Linked DNA regions of Mus musculus: region 2 is linked to region 1. A link is a contact called in public Hi-C data. All regions are on one chromosome and are shown on one strand. Each heading gives the region's core, a stretch centred on a gene start, on an enhancer-like site or on the middle of the called end of the contact. The rest is flanking DNA. Distances are from core to core; before and after follow the strand shown. Region 1 has its middle 43 kb from the start of Gm33974. Region 2 has its middle 6.0 kb from the start of Gm1113.

Evidence for each region. Hi-C and Micro-C count contacts between places; a contact is called where the count stands out from the background.
Region 2: a Hi-C map of cerebral cortex shows a contact between it and region 1, with 2.7 times the contacts expected there. The contact joins two enhancer-like sites. A contact is called at or near these places in 2 of 15 datasets of contacts at CTCF or cohesin (the NIH/3T3 cell line and large pre-B cells), 7 of 484 Hi-C or Micro-C datasets (the HL-1 cell line, cerebral cortex, nephron progenitors and 2 more), 4 of 115 datasets of contacts at active chromatin or transcription factors (embryonic fibroblasts, heart atrium, neural progenitor cells and 1 more) and 3 of 9 other capture datasets (adipose tissue, embryonic stem cells and liver).

Annotation. Positions count from the first base shown.
Region 1 is chr9:35,358,345-35,362,989 of GRCm38.p6, reverse strand. No RefSeq gene overlaps it. Among named protein-coding and RNA genes, the nearest start is that of Gm33974, 43 kb to the right of the region's middle. Within about 2 kb of position 2,404, at least 130 of the 459 cell types and tissues checked have an H3K27ac peak or open chromatin away from gene starts, as enhancers often do. A contact at or near this core is called in adipose tissue, cerebral cortex, heart atrium and 2 more, where this site is marked.
Region 2 is chr9:35,521,954-35,526,598 of GRCm38.p6, reverse strand. No RefSeq gene overlaps it. Among named protein-coding and RNA genes, the nearest start is that of Gm1113, 6.0 kb to the right of the region's middle. Within about 2 kb of position 2,833, at least 104 of the 459 cell types and tissues checked have an H3K27ac peak or open chromatin away from gene starts, as enhancers often do. A contact at or near this core is called in adipose tissue, cerebral cortex, heart atrium and 2 more, where this site is marked.

The DNA.
Region 1 (4,645 bases), core at 1,155-3,654:
CCCTGGGGTCTTCATGGTCTACAGCAAAAGCCAGAGCTACAGCAAGGCCACGGAGGAGAGCCAGTACCCCCTGTCCCCAGATGCATAGCAACGATATGAGTGTCCAGCGGGAGGAAGTGCAAAATGGAGAGAAGAACTAGGCAGGTGAGAAAAAGTAAAAACGGAGAAACTTAGGCCTAGCATGTATCCGGAGGGGTGACTCCTTATACCTGAAAATCAGAAAGCATTTCAGGGGAGAGTGATTCTCAAAAGGGTGCCCTACCAGCTCCTGGCCCCCACAAGGTCCCCATTAAGAGCCCAGTTAGAAGCCTGTTCCATCAAGCCCTTCCTGCCTGCTAGACTACTCAGAGTGCTCACATTCCTCTTGGCAGATTCCACAGAGAGAATATAAGAGTTCAAGTTAGAGGTCCTGACGCCTGGCTCCCTGATCTGGCCCTGTGGCCTCCTGAATCCTCAGTTCTGGCCTCTGATGGGTGGAGCTAACAATTACACGTCTGGCAAGGCTCTCCAAAGGAGTGAATGCCACGGTGCACGTGGGAGCACTTGGCACATCAAGAAGCTGTGTGTCCAACTTGTTGACTGTTGTTGTGACTCAGGCAGAGAGGAGTGGACAGGCCAAGGGAGCAAGGAGATGTCGCAGGCAAAGGTTCATGTGAGGAGACTGGACTCACTAATGCTATTACACCCAAATTTTCCGCTCTAAACAACACGCTTCAGCTGTGAGTTCCCATGGCGGAAAGTTTCTGTGAAATGATCCGTGATAAAAATGGGTTTGGGAATGATCCACCTGGATGTGGAGGACCTTGCCTGGCTTGGAGCATTCCCCTACAGAAGATCAGAACTGTGTCATGACCTGAGGAGACATGGTACGGCAGTTGTATCCGTGGAATTTCACTGCCAACCCTCTCTGGGTAATAAACGACCACCTTAACTCTTGCACAGACCCGTGCATCGAAGAGACCCTTAAATAACCCTTGAGGCCCTAATAACGTTCATGGCACCAGGAATATAGAGCTGCTGCTGACCCAGAGCTGATTTTGCTTTTTTTTTGGCTGTTGGGAAGGGCGAAATCCACCCCACTCATCAAACTTCAAAGCCATTCGTTGGTACCATGCTGTGATGGATGATGGTGAAGGCAACGCAGGCAGGAATAAGAAGGGCAGATAAAAGAAAAAAGAAAGAAAGAAACGGCTCAATCCTTGATGCTTCTCACACTGGTAACAGCCAAGCACGGGGAGGGATTGGCTTGGGGTCAGGAATCATATTTACCAGCCCTGGAACTAGAGTAAGACCCCTAGAGAAGTAGGATCTGGCAGCCCCTGGCAAGTGACATGCCAGGGAGGCATGCAGAGGAGAACACAGGCCAAGGCTGGGCCTGAGCCCCTCAGTATCCCTGGCTCCAATGAGGACAGCGGGAGGTCTGCTGGGCGAGTGGAACACCTCCTCCCTAGCTGGCTGCCTTCTCTAGATCTGCTTTTACTCTCCTCTCCAGTTTTTCCACAGATTCTCTTTGGCCTTAGGGTGATTTTTCCAGCATTCCATCTACTTCTGTATGGCACCAAAAGATGCAGCCTCAGTGGTGGAAGGCTGGCTGTGTAGATGTGTATGCACACATGTGTCCCTCATGGGCAGATAGATGATGGCATTGGGGGGTGGGGGAGAAGAAGGAGTTGGTAGCCTTGAGTTCAGCAACCCCAGTTCTTTCCCCAAGCCTGAGAAGTCACCAGCCTATAGGGGTCAAAATGCTGGTCGTCTCTCCCTGGCTTCATAATCCTCTAGTTCTGAGAGAAACAAGAAAAGACAACAACTAACATAAGAGTCTTAACCTGAGAAGAGGAACTCAGTCTCCCTTCGCTACCTCTGTGTGCCCAGCTGTGACCCTAATCCATGCTCCCTGAACAGTAAAGGTAGAAAGCCTGCCTGGAAGACTTTGGGGTATGTTCCATGGCTCTAGGGTTGGGGCACAGTGCTGGCAGCCCTGTTTTTTTTTTTTTTCTCTGTGTGCCAAGGAGCTTTCTCCTGGGGGATTAACAGAGCCCTCCTGCCACCCCATCTGGCTGGTACTGGAGCCAGAACACCACCCTTGGCTGCCAGCCAGCCTGTGTCTGGGAGCCAGAGCTCCCTTAGAGACTTGCAGGCGGTTTGCTGGGGCCTTAGGGAAGGGGGGTGGGAGATAGAGACCTTTGGGGAGTCCCTGGGCCACCCAACCGAGAAGGACTGACTTTGAAACTCAGCTTGTCCCAGCCCTGGGCCTGTGGCTGGAATTAAACAGAGTTGGGAGAGTCTCACCTGGAGACAGGGAATACAGCTGATCTATAACCTGGGAGAGACATTACAGAAACAGCGGCTTCAGGCTTACAAAAACAAAACCAGATCACCAATTAGAAAGGCTGAGTCTGAGCCAAGGGGCGGAAGTGCTTTGGGGCCTGGACTGGCAGGGGACTGGGATGACAGCTGGATCTGTGCTGACAGGTCCCATTGGGGTGCAAAGGAGCTGATATCTCCCTCTAGTCATTCTTTTTCCCCCTTCTTCCCTCCAGTACTGAAAGTTAAACCTAGGATCTTAGGCACTGCAGGCAAAGCTCTCCCACTGAGCCTCATCCCACTCTCTCTGAGTTGTCTTGAAACTGTGTAGCCAAGGAAACATTAAAGCAACCTCTGTCTGTAGTTAGGGAACGGGAGGTGGAGGTCCAGTGAGGCTGAGTAACTTGTTGACTGGAAGGCACCGAGTGAGTGAGTGAGTGAGTGAGTGGAAACCAAAGAAACTAAGTAGCCAGACAGTCCTCCAGGAGGGAAGAGAGCAGCCACCTGCAGAGACTAAGCAATTCCACCCACCATGGGTGAGGAATCTCTGAAACAGAGAGGGTAGAAAGGGAATCAGAGACTCCACCCTAACGGGGGCTCTATAGATCCTCAGGACCAAACACTGAGAGTGGCCCCCCAGCAACTTTCATGCATGTGGCTTCCAAGACAGCCACAGCCTATACTTGCCTCTCCCTAAGTCCTTCTCTGCACTCCTCTAAGTAAACAAACGGCACTCAGGCTGTGTTCTGTTGGCAAACACCTCCAACTTAGCAACCTCTCCTAGAATAAATAAACAGTGCCCCTGAGCGCTTACTCACACACACTAAAACACCCTTGCTCATGTTCTTAGCTGGATGCGGAGCCTGCTCCCTGCCCTCCACACAGTCCCTAATCCTCCCAGCCACCATCTCAAACAGGCTCCACTTCAAGCTATATGAAAGAAGGCTGTCCCCTTCTTCCAGGGAGGTGTGACAACCCCGCACCTCGGGTGCCGAGTCAGGCCCCAGACCCAGGCTTGTTCTAGCAGCCCATGGACCTGCAGAATGACACTCTCTTCAAAGAACCATTCATTCTGAAGGGACAACCAAAATGAGATGCTAGACATTTGAACCGTTACATAAATAGGTGAGTTTGAGATGATATGTAATTGGTTCAAACAGTAGAGACCCTGGGAGAAATGTGGCTTTCCCAAAACCTAAAGGACATACTTTACAGAGAATTAAAAACCTTCCCACTTTACAATAGGCTTCTCCGACAATGGTCTTTGGACCATTTTTTCTAGCTGTGTCTCTGTGGTTGGGATCAGTGAAAGGGGAGATGATTCATCAAGGTGGACAATACATTTTTCTTTAAATAACATGTTGTTTTTTTCAAGGCCGGAGAGATGGCTCAGTAACTGAGGGCACTTATTGCTCTTGCAGAGGACCCAGGTTTGATTGCCCGAACTCATATCAGGCCGCTCACAACCTCCCATAAGTGTAGTTCCCAGGGAACTGACACACTCTGGCACCTGCACACGTGTGCTGTATATAACTCACACAAACACACAGATATCCACACAAATAGAAACAAAATAGGATCTTTAAAATATGTTTAGTTGTTCTTTAAAAAATCCCACACTTTCACATAATATGGGTTTTTTTTTTTAGATTTATTTATTTTCTGTATATGAGTACACTGTTGCTGTTTTCAGACATACCAGAAGAGAGGATCAGATCCCATTATAGATGGTTGTGACCTACCCTATGGTTTCTGGGAATTGAACTCAGGACCTCTGGAAGAGCAGTCAGTGCTCTAAACCACTGAGCCATCTCTCCAGCCCCATATAATATGTTTTAACCATATGTAAACACTGTAAACATTTCACTAGTCTTCCTCTGTGCTCTGGGCCCCAGCTCTGGATTAGCCACCACCCTCCCACCTCAGCAACCCTGCAGTGGTACACAACCTTGGGCTTAGCATCGTTACACTCTCTTACACCTCCACTCTTAGCCTTCACACCTTCCCAATTCCATGCCCTCCTCTCCTCATTGTTTATTAATTTCTTCCTGGCTCCAATTAGTGCCACTTATATGTGTACGACTGTTGGGTTATCCACAGCTACTCTGCATATGCTGAGTGTCTGTCTCTCTCAGCAACCATTGACTGCAAGTGGCAGATTCCTGAGAGATGATAGTCAGGTACTGAGGTCCTCTACTTAGCTTGAATGACATTCTCAACAAGTCCCTACTGGCATGGGGACTTTCCCAGGATCTGATTTTGGCTTTTCCTTGAAAAGGGGTGGCTTCTTGTGACATTCATTTCACCAACTAAGTGCCAGTAGGCTCCCACCAGTAAGTCG
Region 2 (4,645 bases), core at 1,584-4,083, 160 kb before region 1:
GTAATTCTGATAGGTCTGCCTTTATATGTTACTTGACTTTTTTCCCTTTCTGCTTTTAATATTCTTTCTTTGTTTAGTGCATTTGGTGTTTTGACTATTATGTGATGGGAGGAATTTCTTGTCTGGTCCAATCTATTTGGAGTTCTGTAGGCTTCTTGTATGTTTATGGGCATCTCTTTCTTTAGGTTATGGAAGTTTTCTTCTATAATTTTGTTGAAGATATTTACTGGTCCTTTAAGTTGGGAATCTTTGCTCTCTTCTATACCTATTACCTTTAGGTTTGGTCTTCTCATTGTGTCCTGGATTTCCTGGATGATTAGGGTTAGGAGCTTTTTGCATTTTGCATTTTCTTTGACTATTGTGTCAATGTTTTCTATGGTATCTCCTGCACCTGAGATTCTCTCGTCTATCTCTTGTATTCTGTTGCTGATGCTTGCATCTATGATTCCTGACCTCTTTCCTAGAATTCCTATCTCCAGTGTTTTCTCCCTTTGTGATTTCTTTATTATTTCTATTTCCATTTTTAGATCCTGGATGGTTTTGTTCAATTCCTTTACCTGTTTTGTTGTCTTTTCCTATAATTCTTTAAGGGATTTTTGTGTTTCCCCTTTAAGGGCTTCTAGCTGTTTACCTGTGTTTTCCTGTAATTCTTTAAGGGAACTAGTTATGTCCTTCTTAAAGTCCTCTATTATCATCATGAGATGTGATTTCAAATCAGAGTCTTGCTTTTCCAGTGTCTTGGGGTGTCCAGGGCTTGTTGTGGTGGGAGAACTGGGTTCTAGTGATGCCAACTAGCCTTGATTTCTGTTGCTTATATCCTTGCACTTGCCTCTCACCATCTGGTTATCTTTGGTGTTAGCTAGTCTTGCTGTCTCTGACTGTGCCTTGTCTCTCCTGTAAGCCTGTGTGTCAGCACTCCTGGGAGACCAACTCTCTCTGGGTGGAATTTGGGTATAGAGAGCTGTGGCACAGGGTCAGCTCCAGGTGTAGATGGAAACTGGAAGGATTCTGTCCCAGGCTGCTCCTCAGTTCCTGTGTCCTGAGGGCTCCAGACAGGTCCCTCAGAGAAGAAGTGGTGGTCTCACCTGTGCTCTCAGGTATGTCAGCATTCCTGGGAAATCAGCTCTCTCCTGGTAGGATTTGGGTATGGAGAGCTTGGCACAGGGTCAGTTCCGGGACTCTTCATCTTTTGCCCTTTTAAATGCCAGGTAATGTTTTTTTTTTCTTATGGATGGGTAAGGACTACATTTTGTATTATAGATGTGAACCCTTTATTCATGATATATATTAAAATATCTTCTATGCTCTATTTATATCTGCTATCTTCCCTTTGTTCTATAGAGTCCAGATTTTCTATTTTGTTAAAATCTCAGAATCTAGATTGTATAGTAGATTGTATAGTCTCCTAGCATTGTTTTCTCACAAAATGTTTTAAATATTACATTTAAATCTTGCATCTCTTTAAAATAGGAGGTAGAAAGCTCAACTACTTTTTAAACGCAGACATAGTTAGTAATATTGTAGTTTTATTATAGTTAGTATAGTTTAGTCCTCTAATCTTCACATGCCATGGTGCAGGCTCATGCACACACACACAAACACACACACACACACACACACACACACACACACACACACACGATATATTTGGGTGTGGCTCAGCTGTTAAGTAAGGGCGCTTCTTGCTCTTCCATAGGAGCCAGGTTCAGTTCCTAGCACCTATAATAGGCAGTTCACAATTCTCTATATCTCCAGTTCTAGGGGAAGCTGACACTTCTAACCTTTGAGGGTGCCTGCATTCATGTGTGGCACATGTACATACATGCATGCACCATGAGCACACACATACACACTAACACAATTTAAAATGAAAAAAAAATCTTTGAATAAGTAAATGTAAAACCAGTTTGAATTCTTCCCAGCTGTCAGAACCTGAGACTTTCAATAATCATTCCAAAGAAGTCAGATTCAGGCCATAGAGGTGGGACCTGGGGGTGGGGGCCCATACTCTCCATACCTCCTCATGTGATTCTTCGGGAACCAAAACCTGATGAAAAGTATTGCTTTTTCTATAAGCAACAAGGTTGGGAGTTCCAACTTTCTGGCCCTTGGCAAATAGTAGGCTCTTGTTTCCCAGCCCCGAGCTTATAGTCTCTACATTCAGCTTTGTAACACTTTATAACCCTTTTAACAGGCTTCAACCCTGTAGACCTATTTCTGCTTTACCAGCTACTCCTTTTTTGGCTTCAGCCACTAGAGGGCGTGTGCAGGCTGGAGTGGATGGCTAGACAAGCATTGGTGCTCCCAGCGAGTAGCACCCAAATGGTGCCTCCTTCCTCCCAGCAGTGGTTGGCCGTCCTACATCAGGTGCCTTCCACATTTGTAACATCATCGTGGACCCCACTATCCACATCCACCCCTATACTCCCGCCCAAGAGACTCCAGGTCTGGGTACACAAGCCCTTCCTTCTCACTCCAGGACCCCACCACCAACTGAGTATGTCCCCTCTTCAGAGGCCCCTTTCTTGAGAACTTCCCGGCTTTCTCCAGCCCCGAGAGCAGAAGGTGACCTTGCAGGTGTAGCCTCCCCATATTTTAGCCTTCTCTGGTTACCCTCCCCTTACCTAATTAACCTTGGGCTTTGTCATCAATTCTTTATGCTAAATGTTCTTTTTCAGCTAGTGCCTGGTTTCTGTCTCCCGACAGGATCCAATTGGCACAAATAATGAGGAACTGAGGTTTTTCTGGAGCTGGAGGCTGCTTCTCTTGGCTGCCCTGCACACAGCTCGCCTCCCGCCTCCATTCCCAGAATTATTTGGCTGCTAGTTGCCAAGGAGACGGCTGACAATTCCCAGTTGCCAAGTCTCCCCCCTGAAGCCTATGGAGAAATTCAGGGAACTCCCTACTCCTTCCTGAGCCTTTGCCAGAAAACTTGGAACACCGGGCCAGGTTGGGGTGGAGGGCTTTGAAAGGAGGAGAGGGAAGCCAGCCAGTGCTGAAAGATGAAGAGAGAAGCTGGAGGTTTCTGTGGACTCTGGATTTCTCCACAGATCCCAGGTGCCTGGCCTACAGTCAAAGGTTGAGGGCTTGTCTTGATAGATGCCCCCTCTGGTTTGCACACAGAGATACTGTTTGGATTTAATTCAGGTGTAACCTGTGTGTTCTAGACAGGCCTTTTAACAGAAAATAACTGTCCCCATACTGTCACCTCAGGCCTAAGAGAAGTCCCTTCTTGCTTTTATCTAGGAAAAATCCAGGGAATAACTTGGCAGCTGAAGGCTGGCAAAGGAAACTTAGACATTTTGTTGGCACCAAGCAGCACCTAACAGCCAGTGAGACCTAATGTCACAGCTCATGATCTGTTTGATAGTAACAAGAGCAATGCCAATCACAACAACAGTGACTCTTACTCTACAAACTCAAGTGTGCAGAAATACACATTTCATTAGTTCATTAAAATCAGAGTTGTTCCCAGGGGCTTCCTCTCCCTTCCAATGTCCACCAGAATCTAGGAGGTTTGTTTCTTCAAAAGTTACATGTTGCTGGGGCAACGTTAATTAGGGAGTGGACTTCTAAAAAGCAGAAGTCCTTCCCTGGGAGTGGGATTGGTGTCCTTGGTGAAAAGAGCTTATTCCTTTTGGCCCATCTGTCACATTAGGACATGGTGCTTGTCCCCTCCAGAACAGAAGCATCAAGGCACAGTCTTAGAAACAGAGAGCAGACCTAGCCAGTCATCCTGGCCTTCCAATGCCTTGATCTTTTATTTGTTTGGTTTTTTTATTTTCTTTGTTTGTTTTGGTGTTTGGTTTTCCAGGAAAGGATTTCTCTGTGTAGCCCTGGGTGTCCTTGGAACTCACTCTGTAGACCAGGGTGACTTCAGACTCAGAGATCTGCCTGTCTCTCCCTCCAAGTACTGTGATTAAAGTGTGAGCTACCACCACCCAGCCAGCACCTTAGTCTTAAACATTCCAGCCCCAGACTACTTCTTCTAAATCACCATTTTTGCTCTTCTGTGCCAGTAAACTAAGAAATTTGGGAGGCACAACAAAAGTGGGGGGGGGTCTCTAATTCTATCCCACCTCCCCAATCTCCATCCAGGCTGCTGACATTTTCCTCCCTGCCTAGGGTGAGACCTATGCATCAAGGGTAGCATTCACTTCTCAGCCCCTGGGCTACACCTGCCTTAGGGTTATCCGATCCTGGTGCCTCCTGACTTCTGAGGAAGAAAATCTCATCTCTGCTCTAACCACCCCGACAGGCCTTGCTCCTTACTCTCCCCCATCACACCTCACACAGCTATTCCACAAATTCAGACTTTCAATGTAGTAATGTAGAACTGTGGCAGTGTAGAACTGGACAGAAGGCTGAAGTATAATTGACTTTATATTAGGTATATAAAATACATTATTATATTTGATCAATGAATACTTTAATATTTGTTTTCAAATAGGAGCACAATACATATTCATGAAGTATTACATCACATAATGAAAATAACAGTAATTTTCTGAATCTAATAAGTGATTACACAGGAAAAATGAATAAAGTGTGTGTGTGTGTGTGTGTGTGTGTGTATGTGTGTGTGTGTGTTTTACTGAGAACAGAACCTAAAACCTTGCATAATCTAAACATACTCTGCACTGAG